Regions from separate parts of the Mus musculus genome. Here region 1 is linked to region 2. Evidence: chromatin contacts called from public Hi-C data. All regions are on one chromosome and are shown on one strand. The core of a region is the stretch at or near the end of the contact, and the rest is flanking DNA. Distances in the headings are between cores, read along the strand shown. Region 1 overlaps Ajap1 (adherens junction associated protein 1). Region 2 has its middle 150 kb from the start of Gm31055.

Evidence for each region. Hi-C and Micro-C count contacts between places; a contact is called where the count stands out from the background.
Region 1: a Hi-C map of cortical neurons shows a contact between it and region 2, with 2.2 times the contacts expected there. The contact joins two enhancer-like sites. A contact is called at or near these places in 2 of 39 promoter capture datasets (liver and stem cell-derived epiblast-like cells), 1 of 484 Hi-C or Micro-C datasets (cortical neurons) and 1 of 115 datasets of contacts at active chromatin or transcription factors (embryonic basal ganglia).

The regions. Positions count from the first base shown.
Region 1 is chr4:153,458,590-153,462,838 of GRCm38.p6, reverse strand. The region is part of intron 1 of Ajap1 (adherens junction associated protein 1); the gene reads left to right. Among named protein-coding and RNA genes, the nearest start is that of Ajap1, 22 kb to the left of the region's middle. Within about 2 kb of position 2,793, at least 15 of the 459 cell types and tissues checked have an H3K27ac peak or open chromatin away from gene starts, as enhancers often do. A contact at or near this core is called in cortical neurons, where this site is marked.
Region 2 is chr4:153,016,852-153,021,069 of GRCm38.p6, reverse strand. No RefSeq gene overlaps it. Among named protein-coding and RNA genes, the nearest start is that of Gm31055, 150 kb to the left of the region's middle. Within about 2 kb of position 2,834, at least 35 of the 459 cell types and tissues checked have an H3K27ac peak or open chromatin away from gene starts, as enhancers often do. A contact at or near this core is called in cortical neurons, where this site is marked.

The DNA of each region.
Region 1 (4,249 bases), core at 1,544-4,043, 440 kb before region 2:
GGATACCTGATAGAAACAAGGCAGGGGCTTGTTTTGTTCAAGGTTTGGGCGAGCGCCATCCACCCAGGAGGGGACACCCTGGAAGAACAGCCAGGAAATGGGGTACAGACTGGAATCAGGGCAGTGTAAACTGCCTTCTGCCAGCCAGACCACACTTCCTAAAGAATGGTGCCGTAGGCTGGAGCCTGAGTTCAGAATGTGAGCTTGTGAGAACATTTCAGAGCCACGGGGCAATAGGTCACCCTTGGCTTCTGTCTTGGATGGGACTGGCCTTGCTCTTCCAGGCACTGCCTGGGCACCTACACCATCCTTGTGTGTTTCGGGTCTCTTCTGCCACTCCACACAGGAACTGGAGTTTGGTGACTTCCTGAACCTTCTGACTAGTGACAGTTCAAAGTCAACTAAGGTCCCTGGGCTACCCCACTGAGACAGGCCCTAACCCCTTAGCACGCACAGGTTCAGCGTGGCCTTCCTATCGTTTTCTTACCTAACCGGTCCCCCTGGAGGGAAGCAGCATTTTATAAGCTCTGTGCTAAGCAGGGATTAGGAGCCATTTGGGGAGTGGATTAGCACAATTGCCCCTGGGACGAGTCCTCCTCTTGGCTTCTTCTGCTTTTTTTCCTCACCCTGGGCCTTAGTGCTGAGCCTCTCGGTCTATTGAAAGCACCTAAGCTGACATTGATCCTTTCGCTCAGCACCAGCCCGGACCCAGGGTAACGGGAATCTGTGACCTGGCCTCCATGAGCCGGCTGCTTCTGTGCACTTGCACACCCCGGCTTGAGAGCCTGTCCCTTGTCTAAGAGCAGCTTTCTTATTGACTGGGCCCTGCACTGCTTGGTTCTCTGTGGTTCTCTACACAAACTGCCAGCGGTAGCATCAGCTTCGGAGTCCCTCCCAGAGGTGGGACGGGGATCTTCACATCTGCAGGCTCCGACTCCGAGAACCAGTTGGACGCTCTGCTCAGGAAAAGCACACACAAGCAAGAACAGGAGCCAGTTATAACCAGAACCTGGGGAGAGAGCGAATGAAAACAACCGTGGGCACTGAAGTTTTCCCAGAATGCTTTTCAGGGAGGCCCCAGCATTCAAAGCGTTCTTGGAAGTGTCCTGCTGCAGGGACACTTGTGGCTTTGCAGGAGTTCGATAGACCTTCCCGGAGAGTTCTGTTGCTCGAGGTGGAGCTGAGTGATGGTTGTGCCTCCTACAGAAGAAGCAAAGCAAAGCAAGGCACAAAGTTTAAGACTGACACCATCACCACCTGCGTCATGATGATGAATTAATATAAGAGCAACCACAGCTCCTGGCAACGGTGGTGGTGTTCAAATTGTACCTCCCACTGTGTGCATCCCCTACTGTGCACAATCCTCTCCCTTGGTCCTCACTCTGCCTCCCATCTTCAAGGCCTTCAGAACCCAGCCCTTCCCGGGGTGCTGAACCCAGTTCGGCCCCTCAGTTCTTTTCCAATGCTCTTCCTATCTCTGAGTCCCCATCGCATCCCTGTCCATCCAAGGGCATTGGTGTGAAGACCAGAAAACCACTGACCTTCCATTCTAAGAGCAATCAGTCTGTCGCTTGCCATTGCTTCTGCGAGTAGGAGCAAGCAGAACCCCTGGTTCTTAGGAAGGTAATGAGTGGGAATGTGGCACTTTAGATTGTTCTGTGCTATGTCTATCCACAGGTGCACACTGCCCCAGCTTGCTTTCCCAGGAGCTGGTAAGAACAGACCTGGAAGCCAGTGCTCCAAACACCACCCCTCACTTCCAGTCAGCACAGTATCCTGAGGCCTCTGTCACCTTCTGAGACTCAGAACTGCTGGAAATCTTAATCTCATGTGTGTATACACCGAGTGACCTGTCTCCACAGTCCGTGTTGTATGCAATGATCCCAAAGCCCTCAGGGTGACTTGGAATATACCTAGCAATTTAAGTCACATTGGCCTCTACTATGAACTTTATTTCCGCTAGTTTCTTCTGGGGTTGTTGGGCCCCAACTCACCCCAGCACGAAGGGGACTGAGGTATGGAAGTAACAAAATCTACCAGACACACTGCTTCAACCCCAGAGCCCATGGGCACAATGCAGTGACATTGGACAGAGCTGGACAGAGCTTCAGTGTGGGGCAGTGGGCTGGCACCCAGATTTCACAGCGGTCTACATGGGGGTAGATAGTGCATTTCACTGTGTGTTTGTTTGAAGCTCGCTCTCCTGATCCAAAGCCCCTGAGAGACACGGGAGAATCCAAGGTGGAGGGAGACACTTCCGTGAAGGACGGGCTCTCTGAGGTTGGAAAGAGGCACCTGCAGAAGCGGCTCCCCAGTGTGTGGTCTTGTAAACAATGCAGGAGGATTTCAGGTTCCACTGAGGTGCTCCACGGGAAACTGCAACTCTGACCAGAATAGGTACTTACTGTCTTGTCTCACGTCATCATGTAGCACCTGATGCTCAGAGTGAGTCTGGGCAGGTTTGGCTCAGGTTCTCTCCTGCTGGGCTCAGGGCCCTTCCTGGGCTCAGGGTCAAGGAGAGGCTGCAGTGGCTATCCCAGGAGGCTGCAGGATGCTCAGGCCATATCTTCTCCTCCCTCCTGCCTGGGATTTTTGGATCCCTGGCAGAGAGTTTGGTGCAAAAGAAAGGCTCGCTTCGTCTCTGTCTCCACGGGCCTATTTCTGTCGTGCGGTCTGCCTCTGCTCTTCCTTTTTTGACATCCAGCGTTTTCAAACACAGATTTTGCACAGATCCAGTGTGAGTCACAGGGCTGGGTGGCCACACGGAGAATTCCGGAGCGCAGGCTGCAGCATCTTCCTGCAGGCGGAGAGCACCGCCCCCTTTGACAGGGACAGGGGCAAGCACCTGCACAGGACAGAGGTGTGTGATGACCGACCCCGACCGGCACAGCTTTGTTCCTCCTCGATGTTCTGAGCCAGCACTGGGAGCACTCCCCGACACCCCGACTTTGACACCAACCTTCTGATACTCTCTGTAGCTACTGGGGTCCCGGGACCCTCAGGGTCCACTACAGCCAAGGCAGACAGGAAGCAAATACTGCGATAGTAAGAGCTGTGGCCTGCCATAGAAAAAGGATAGGGACCGAAGTCTGCTGGGAGGAAAACTGTGGGGCAGGGTTCCAGAGTCTGGCTGTACCATCTGTGGAGTGGAGATAGACCTCTTTCCTGCCTTGTTCTGTGGGAGACGGCACACAGATTTATGAAGCTCAGCCACGTAGACATGGCTGAAGACTGCGTCACCAGCTCTGTCCCAGTCTTCTGGTGGTTGAGGACCTAGTGTGTGATAGAGACAGTTACGTTGGACAGGACAACCCGGCAATTCATGCCTCCCAGGAGCTAAGGGCAAAGACTTCTGGACGGTTAAATTCCCCACCGCCCAGTGTGCCTTGTGCCAGAGACCAGGTGCTTCCGAACCTCACAGTCCACAGTGGGCAGTCAAAGCCAGCTATGCCGCCTGCAGAAGAGTTGGGGGGAAGCCACCAGTTCTGTTCTACCATCAGCAGGACGTTGCTGACCAGCTCTCCTCAGGTCAGACACCCATGTTCAGGAGAAAGCCTCATACAGCCTGTGAGCCACTCACTGCCCCATTTCACCTGTCCTCCTGGCTTCTAAGATACTGACACCCTGCCCAGGGAGCTGCTTTCTTCTGGCTTCTTGTTGCTGTGAAAACAGAGGCCAACGTCGTCCCTTGTTTCATTTCCAGAACCTCCATATTAGTCACGCTCCTCCCAATTCCTCGCCTCCCCGTACACTTGCTCGTTTGATTAAAAAAAAAAAGTTCTAAAAAAAAAGATGATTTGTGTGAAGGGAGTGAAAACCGAGTTTATTTACGACAAATCAGTAGAATCCAAAACTTTGGCAAAGAGCTCCAGAAGATGCTGCTGGCGGCCGAGGCGAGCCTGGTGCGTCACCGAATGTGACGTTTCCGGCCCAGCTGGATTGAAAAGCCTCTGACCTGTCTCTCTCTCCTAGGGCCAGATGCCTAACTTTGCAGCATCTCTTCTTTCAGAGACAAAAAGCCAATACCACTGAGGTGACCCCACAGAGCCACCAGCTCCAGAGATGGGGAGAAAATGTCTTCAGAGGCACCCAACTCAGAAAATACTGGACCTGGGGATATGTGGATGAGGGGCTCTTGGCGAATAGATGACCCACTTGTTTGTCCTCTGACCCTGGGGACAGCATGCTCTCAGACAGGTCTTTTCCAGGCTTCTGAACAAGCCAAGAGATAGGACACCCAGGAGGAGGG
Region 2 (4,218 bases), core at 1,585-4,084:
ACTTCTTGGATAGTCAGTCAACAAGCAACCAGCATGGATGTAGCTGGCTCCATTTGTCAGACACACTCAGACTCCATGCCCACTCCCCATATCCGAGATTAACAACCTGCTCCAAGCCAACCCCATCTCCCTTGTAACTCCCATGGGAGTTATATTCCTGTGTGTGTCCCTCTCTCATTACACAGTTTCTTCTCAGCCAGCAGCCAGGGTGAGTGATGGCTGCACTCTTGCCTCACACCTTTCAGTGGTTTCTGCTTCCTTCCAGAGAGCTCTGGGCTCCTCGCCATGGTCTAAAAGCCTTTACAGATCTGGCCCCGCTGCCTCTTGTTCCTGGTCACTGGCCTTCCCCTCGCAGGCTCTGCCCCCGTGGCACTGGGCTCTTCTCTCTGCCAAGCCCCCACCATCCATGCTAAGAGCTCTCTGGCTTCAGATACTCAAATAGCCAGCTACTGTGAACCACAGAGCCATGACCCCCCCCCCCTCTCTCCCCTGCCTTGCTTTTCTGCAAACCATTTTTACTTGCCTGGGTTCAAAAGGTAGACACGAAGCAGGACTGAGTAGCAAGGTTATAGGCTGTAATGAGAATGCCAGTAGATGAAACTTGGAGGGAACCCCAAAAGTCAGGAAAGGGTCAGACTTGATGTATGTCCAACCCCAGTGAGGGCATCAGGGAGTCCTGGATGAAGGCCAAGGTTGCTTAGAAGTCTTGAGTTACTTCAGCACAGGATCCGTCCTCCCAGGAAGTAGGCCTGGGGATTCCCATTGAGCTCCAACCAGGTCTAGAAGCAAACATGGGTTGAGATTTAAGCTTCTCGCAGATTCTGGACATCCATGCTTCCTGGGGCAGGAGGAAGGTTCTCTGAGAGCCACAGGGCTGGGCAGCCCTCAGTCTACTCTGCTTCTGTTACTGTCTCCCCTTCAAGTGAGCCACACAAGGTACAATTTGGTTCATGTTAATCCTAGCACCAAGAATACTGTCTGGCATGCCACAGATGTTCAGCCATATTCCCTGCATGAAGTGGGTAGGTAGGTTACCAGGCAGATGGATGAGTTGGTAGAAAGATGAATGAATAAGTCCAAAAAAAAAAAAAAAGGCTTCCCCTCACATTGATTTTGGGGTATTCAGATTTTAATATATTTTTTAATACTGTAGATTCTTATTATATTTCCCCCCTACACTCAGCTCAGATACGGGAATGGGGAGAGGGCTCCTGGCTGCTGTTTGGCTCCATCATGGAACCAATCACCTCTCAGACAGCCAATCCACAAAGGATAAATCTCTGTTGGTTCCTATCTGATCTTAGGATACCTATGTAAGCAAGGCAGGAGGAGGCTGCCCCTCCTGCAAATAGGAACCAAGGATTTATGGTGTCACCTTCTAAGTACTGCCGGGCGTATGCCTTTTATTGTAAAGGACTCTCTCGCTCTTAATCTCCCATCATCCCTCACTCCTGGTGAAACTGTGGAGACAGCAGAACCTTGGGCAGTGAACCTTGGGCACCGGGCTCCCAGACAGATCCTCTTGAGTCTGTCCGCACTATGGCTGCCCGTAGAGCGGTTCCCTTGGACCAGAGTCCAGCACCCACTTGGGCTGGAGGCAGAAAAGCTTGGGCAGGGTACACGAATCACCCTAGTGCATCCTGGTCCCTGGCAGGCTCATGGCTCAGCTCTGGGCTCACTTCACTTGAACTTTGGAATTACAAAGGTTCACTTGTGAAGAGGTTAATATTGTGACAGGACCTTGAGATGCGGAACTCAGAGCTGCGTGGGAAGCCTGACTGCGATTAGTCATTCTTCTTAATAATGAAGTAGAAGGAAGTGGAGTTGAGGTGCCCGGCAGCCCACGTGATTGATGGATCGCTGCGTCCCTTTGCCATTTGTGAACGCCATTTCTTTTACAGCTTAATCTTCCTGTAACCATTCTTCAATAATCATGGAAGCAACATTAAATTAAATGCACCTCCTCACAACCGAGCAGCGCTTCTTGCTACATGCTTTCTCCAAAGGATGGGGACACAGACTTGGAGAGGCGCCTTCTCTGCAGCCCTCGGTGCCCAGGCTTCAGTTTCCTTTGTCTCCACCCCACTTTCCTCCTCCCAGTACACACATTTAGACCAAATTGGACAAAGCTCGTAGGTTCTGAAATTTACAGTTCGTGTCACAAATCCTGTGCGTCTCAACGGAATCCTTACTTTAAGTTAATGCTGACAAAGTACGAAATGGCAGAGGCCTCATAAATCACAGCCCATGTCATATCAGAAATTTCCAAACACTCGGAGTTTCCTCGGAGCAGAACAAACGCCCGCTCTCTCACCAGCACCCAGCGGCTTACGGAAGTCTGGGGTGACCAAGCACAGGGGCAGCTCTTTGAGTTTTACTGTGAGGGCTTTGGGTTGTTTTTGTTTTTTATATAAAAGCTAACCTAAAGTGGGATTTGTTTGGGATTAGCTTTCTTCTGTACAGTCCTTCATCAGCGGGTGGATAAAGAAAGAAAGGACGGCCAGAGCCTCTCGCACATCTGTGCTTGCCATACGGGGTTTCTGTAACGAAAGCATCACACAAAGAGTGTAAAAATAAATTACGGAGGCTCACGAGCTGAGCAGAGACCGGAGCACCATCTGCTTTACGTAACATTTATTTTTCTGAAGGAAAAAAAAATGTTCTAAAACTGAATAATGTTCGTGTCGTCTAAATATTTGCTTTCTATAGCATCCTGGAGATGGTAAGCAAACGTCCCAAAGATTCAGCCAGCGACACTGAATCCTGGGGAGGAAAGACGCACAGTCATTCCACCGTGCAGTGTTCAATTGCTATGCAAATGTGAGAGCCTTATTATTTATTGCTTTTTCAGCTCCGACAGTGGGAAATATTGCAGACTCCGAAGGCATCTGTTGAGTGTAGAGCAAGTGCCTGCAAAGCTGTGATCGGGTTGGAATCCTGTTATTTCTGGACTCCTGGGTGCGGGCGTGAAGTCACTGTGAGAAACAAATTGCTCTGAGATCTTTGCAGCCTTTTGCTAGGTGCCAGTTAAACACTGGGGTTGGGGGAGGGCTGTACCTTGTACACTTGGCTCTGGGATTGACCCCTGAGGCCTGACTCAGAGGTTAGGTTCTCCCTGCATCTGAGATGGTGCCTGCAGCACAGGATTTGGAGAGGACTGCCCAGCCCTACAACTTTTCTTCTCTGGGTCTGTTTCTTTATCTGTAAAATGGAAGCAATAGTCTTGCTCAGAGTAGGATTAGACTGATCACACACACAGTCACACATGTGCACCCACTTACAGTAATGTACCCTGCGAATGCTTTATGTATCCCTACAGAGCTGTCTGCTGGTTGGCATCTAGGCTCAAGTGTAAGGTGGGAAGATGGGTTCACAAGTAAAGTTCTTGCCACACAAGTATGAGGAGTTGAGCTTGATCCTCAGCACCTACACAAGAAATCTGGACATGGTGGCCAGTGCTTATAATCTCCATGCTCAGAAGATGGAGATGGAGATGGACAAATCCCCGGCCTCACAACCCACAAGCTTTACTGACTCAAAGAGTTCCAGGCTAACGAGACAGTCTGCCTCAAAAACAAAACAAAACATAAAACAAACATGGGGTGACACATAAGGAATGAAATCTGAGGTTGACCACAGTCCTTCATATTCATAGGCACACACAGACTCACACATGTGCACACACTCACCCACATACACACAGGCTTTCACATGTGTGCACACATATACACTCACATATGTGTACACTCACACATGCACAAGTACAACCAGACTCACATAAGTGCACAAACTTACATATATACACTATATACATACAGATTCACACATGTGTGCAGACACATATACAGACTCACACATGTGCACACACACACATACACAAAAATATACAAACTCACATGTGCATGCTCATACACACAGACTCACACATGCACACAAACTCACACAAATTCACACATGTGCAAGCACATATAGAGAGACTCACATGTGTGCACAAACACAGTCACACATGTGCACCCACTTATACATATATGCACAGATTCACATATGTGCACACACAGACTCATACATGTGCACACAACACTCACGCATGCACAAACACACACAGAGACTCTCTCTCTCTCTCTCTCTCTCTCTCTCTCACACACACACACACACACACACACCTGGTAGGGTTCAAGAGAAGGTTAAATAAAACACCCGATTAATCTTGGCTGGAAC